Linked DNA regions of Gossypium hirsutum: region 2 is linked to region 1. A link is a contact called in public Hi-C data. All regions are on one chromosome and are shown on one strand. The core of a region is the stretch at or near the end of the contact, and the rest is flanking DNA. Distances in the headings are between cores, read along the strand shown. Region 1 holds the start of LOC107948958 (probable protein phosphatase 2C 65). Region 2 holds the start of LOC107948961.

The links. A called contact is a pair of places that touch in the nucleus more often than the background predicts.
Region 2: a Hi-C map of leaf shows a contact between it and region 1, with 2.6 times the contacts expected there. The contact joins the promoter of LOC107948961 here to the promoter of LOC107948958 in region 1. A contact is called at or near these places in 5 of 34 Hi-C or Micro-C datasets (callus and leaf).

What each region holds. Positions count from the first base shown.
Region 1 is chrA04:78,813,336-78,815,919 of Gossypium_hirsutum_v2.1, reverse strand. It overlaps LOC107948958 (probable protein phosphatase 2C 65), which reads left to right and starts at 1,301. Exons shown (of 4, transcript XM_016883638.2): 1 at 1,301-1,789; 2 at 2,459-2,584. The coding sequence starts at 1,541.
Region 2 is chrA04:79,151,800-79,154,383 of Gossypium_hirsutum_v2.1, reverse strand. It overlaps LOC107948961, which reads right to left and starts at 1,300. Exons shown (of 3, transcript XM_016883641.2): 1 at 315-1,300; 2 at 1-218. The coding sequence starts at 878.

The DNA.
Region 1 (2,584 bases), core at 52-2,551:
TTAGGTTAATGGTTTATAATTGGGTTAAAACTTTTTGTAAGTGGACTGCTTATATTTTGGGTTTTTATTTAAACGGGCCGGGCAAAATTAGGCCCGTACAAAGATAATAACGTTTTTTTTATCTTATAAATTTAAATTGAATAGAATTAAGGGTAAACTATTAAAATAGTCATTTTTGTTTATCTCATGTTATATTTTAGTAATTTATATTTGAAATGTTATATTTTAGTCATTTACGTTAACGTATTGTAACATTTTAGTCATTGAGCCATTAATTGTCGTCAATGGTATAACGGTAAGTTAACGTGGCACGTCAAATTATCATTTCAAACAAAAAATTTAGGTTAAGCAATATAATTGGTCCCTCATTTTTTTTTTAGTAATTTAATTTATTTTTTTTATGTTTTTTAACTTTTTTTCATTATTTTCCATTCTCTTCTATTTCTCCCTTTTTCCTCTCTGTTTTCCACATAATTAATGCAAAGAAATTGGATTTAAAAAATGAGACATCTGCAAAGTTGTATCACTTAAATGATCTAATAATTAATTCAAAGAATTGGGATTTCAAACATAAGACTTCTACAAATTATGTCAAACAATCAACTATAGGTTACTTGTTATGTGTAACATTTAACCATATGATGGATTTAAGTGCTTGGTTGCACGAAAATCAATTGAGACAACTCTTGAAACTGTTATTAGAATACGGAGAAGGGAGAAGGGAGAAGGGAAGATAAAAAAGAAAATTAAAAGAACATAAAAGAGATGGAGAAGCAGAAGAGAATGAAAATAATAATAATAATAATAATAATAATAAAAGAATATAAAAGGAAAAAATAAATTGCGGAAATGAAAAAATCAAATCCAATCATACGAAGACTCCCTACTAACCGAAATTAAATGAAAAAAATAGGAAAAGAGATAGAGTCGAAGCAATTAAGGATAAAAGTGGTTAGGGTTTAACGAAAATAGCTCTTGAATGGAACATTCTAAACCTAGAAAATAGAAATTAAAAGAAAAGAAAAAAACCTGAACAAACAACAAACAGGCATGTCATGTACTCTACTGTGACATTACTGCCTGCATCACCCACTCTCCTCTCATCGTCCCTCTAAATATGCAGCACAAATATGAAAATAACAATCAATAAAATTAAAAATAGCTTACCCTTTTCTTAAAAAAAATAAAAATAATAACAACTGTGATATATATTTAGTAAAAATATTTTTTTTATTTTACAAATTAATTGATGTCATCATGTATGATAATTGTAAATCTTTTTTTTTCCCCAAATTGATGTCCAAAATAATCAATCAATGTATAGATGGACATCGTTACCATTACAAAATAACCAAATATCTCTAATCCCTCTGTGTCCCCTCCACCACCAACTATTTTTCCTTCTCCAATTTGGGGCCTTTGATTTTTACCTCCGGTTCCATAGCCTTGTTTTTTGTGGGTGCTGCACACATTTTTTTTTTGAAATTTTTTTTTAAGGAAAAAGGGGTATATTTCCTTGGATTTACACCCACACCAAACGATGGGTGCCTGCTGTTCTACGCAATTCAAGTACAAAGGTAGACGGTATGAAAAAGAAGGATCAGATGAAAAAGAGGATGAGGGGCACCATCGAGACCACAACATCAACAATGATGACAATAGCGCCAATGTTACCAGGATTGGACATGCGGGGGCTATTGTTAGATTGCAAGGCTCCTCCTCCTTGACCTCAATGTACACTCGCAAGGGCAAGAAGGGGATCAACCAGGACGCTATGACCGTTTGGGAGGTCAGTTCTTCATGGCTTAATGAATCATTTTTAATCTTATGGAATGTGATTAATTGTTGGATTTGGTGATCATCTGCTATGGCTACGTATGTTTTATGCAATAATCGCATGCCTTGTGTTTTTGTTGGTTCCTGTTATGTTAGAATGTTTTGTTCTTTCAATACAGGAGCGAACCCTGAACTTTATGTTAATCAACTTGAAACCGTACATTAAGTGCATTTATCATCTTTTCTTCAATCCCTCAATGTCTAATTTATGCCCTTACCTACTGATCATCCAAAGATTCAGTCTAATTATGTTTTAGTCCTTTTATTATGCTAGAATGTGTTAGCCAAATCATTATTGGATTTTCACATGACCTTGTGTGATCGAATAATAGCAAAAAATTCATATCACCACTTTAATGGTAATACCTACCCGTGTTAATAATTTGGATCTACTAATACCATTTATAAAAGCAAAGTGGCAAATTTATATCAAATCAAAAAAGAGGGATTAAATCTCAAATTTTGACATAGTTGAGGAACTAAAACTGTAATTGGACCCAAAACTTTAGATGCAGATCATCTTTATATCATGATAGTAGGTATGTTTTATTTATTTGGCGCTGCTTGAATTGGTGTTTTAATATTCCAAAAATAATGGAACTAAACAATTGAAAATATGCAGAACTTTACGGGGGAAAAGAATGTGTTCTTCTGCGGTGTATTTGACGGTCACGGTCCATCGGGTCACAAGGTTGCACGCCACGTATGCGATGCCTTGCCATTGAAGCTTTCGACAATGCATCAGCCT
Region 2 (2,584 bases), core at 51-2,550, 340 kb before region 1:
AGCTTCCCATTCAAAGGACTCCGAGTACACACCACAACATCCTCAAGGCCAGACTCTTCTTTTAATTTATGAGCCAGTTCATCCACACCATTACCCTTGAAACTAAAAGAGTACCCTTCAATTGCCTCATCATCAACCTCCCCACTGTCATCTGCAACATGGAAGTATATTGTCCTTCCTTCGGATTTTGGTGGGGAACCCACATAAGAATCACTTGACTACAAATAAAAAAAATGTAAATTGAATCAAACCATTAAAAACAACCCAAATGATCCAAGAGTTAGATTCTTTTTTTAAAGTTGAGATCTTCAAACCTCTTGTCTTGAAAAGTGGGCAGATTTGCCTGAAATTGAAGAAGGTGAATCAAAGTCCAATGAATCTGAGTGAGGAATGGGAGGAGGGTGTTGAATATTCGCTGAGGGCTTCTCTTGAATCTCCACAATATCCACATCCCACAACACCCAATCCTGAGTAGCGGTCCTATGAGGAATATCGTGAGTCACCGAGTTCCTCCAAGGTGGTAACCCTCCATTAGCTCTCAAAAAGTTCCCGTACCGAGTCTTGAGCTTGACTTCACACCCTTCTCTAATGGGTTCCCACTCGACTGACGAGTCGAGCCTCCTAGGCAGTGTCTGAATCACTTTTCGACCCGTCATCCCAAGTAAAAAGGGCTGGTTGGAAGCAGTAAGATACCTGTTGTAAGAGCTTTTTAGACGGATAATGGTTTGAGATCCAGGCACGAACTCGACGGTCCATCGAGCGGCCTTGGAGGATCCATTTCGGTCTTGAGTGACGGATTCTTCGTCTTCATCCGCGACCAGATACTTGTCGTGGTGGCTGCGTAGACGCACCGATTTGGCGTTTAGGAACAAATCCATTCCCGTCCTACACTAGGAATATTTTTAGCTGCTCAAAACAAAGGAAGAGGAAAGAGGGAGTGAACAAAGAAAGATGAGATTTTTATAGCCCAAATATGTTTTTCTTTTCTGTGACTTTAAAAATGGCGAAATTTTACTACTAACAGAGGAATACAGTAGAGAGGGACGTTAGTAAGTGGTGCGAAGCTGGATCTCATGAGAGTCGGCGGCGGCCATTGAATAAAGAAAGATCAAAGAAGCACACATGGGGCGTAACGCGGTAAATTTGCTTCACATGTGATGGCGATGATTTCGGGAGCAGTACGTTACGCACGTGGTGGGTCTATGTTGGACCATTTTGGAACATATGAGAGAGAAAGAGAGAGCGCTGTAATGCAATGTTTCTGCGTCTTTGTAAGAATAATTTAAAGTTGATCTTCTTTTGCCCAAATAGAAATGATCTGCCAAGCTTTACAACAAAACAATAATTTAATAATGATTTCTTTTTCCAAATAGAAATTATCTTTTATATGTAAAAGACATCAAAGAAATTGATATTCTCATCTAATCGTAACTCAAATTATAATAGAAATATGCTCCACTCAAGACTATAGTGTCCAAGGAAAACATTTGTAAGAACCCAAATGTCATAAAGTTAAGCATTCTTATCATAAGTTAAGCATAGACAAAACTAAGTTAATGTGAATTTGAGAGTACTCAAATCATAATAGGTTAGAGAGAGAGATTTATTATTCTGAAAAAAGTCTCTCAAACTTAAAAATAGTTTGAAGGTTTATATGGGGGAGGGGGAGGGGCAAAGGGAGGAAACAAGAAAAAGAGAGGGTAGAGAAGAGATAAGTAGATGATGGCAATAGGAGTAGTTGTAAAGAGGTTGTCACCACCACAAGGAATTGATCATCATGGCTTCAGCGACATCACTTGATATAACCCTTCCACTAACTCTGTTCATTTCACTCACAACATCTAATCAAATCCAAAGTTAGTTGTAGGGAATGTGACAGGCCTTGAAGGACGCTCACTTTATGTCATGATTCCTTTAGGATCATACTCTATTGCGGAAACATCGTTTGATCAAGGTTTCTCTAGTTTGAATGTAGATTGTCTCTCTTTTCTTAAGTTAGCAAATAGTAAAGTAAACTAATAGGCATTCTTTGGGGGAAGTGAAGTAAACTAATAAGAATGCTTTGGGGGAAGTGAAGTAAACTAACAGGTATGGTTTGGGGGAACTAGATTTGATATGCTACACCCCCATTGATTCCCTACATTTGTCAAGTTTTCAAGTTTCCCACTAATTAATCCTCTAAAAGCCTACTTACAATGAGATGGTATCTTAGCATCCTCATAAGGCTGATCTTTTTTGTTCGCGTAGATTGCTTGAAGTTTGACTTTAGGTTTTTTTTGCATTCTTTTATAGTTAAACTTCTCAAGATCATAAGCATCACCATTAGCTAGTTCCAACCTAATTCTTGCATTATTATCATGAGTGTTATTACGCTTTGCGAACTCTTGAACATTCCCCTCATCGTAGGTCTTTTTTTAGCATTTTATTTTGTTAAGAGAAATAGGGCTTTGGAGTTTCTTATTATCTCTACCATCTTTCTCTTAAACTTTTGAACAACTTTTTTTATTGATAAGAGGTAGTGAAAATATGGTTTTGTGGCCATTCAACTTCTTTCAAGCTAGATAAATGGCCTATTCATACTATC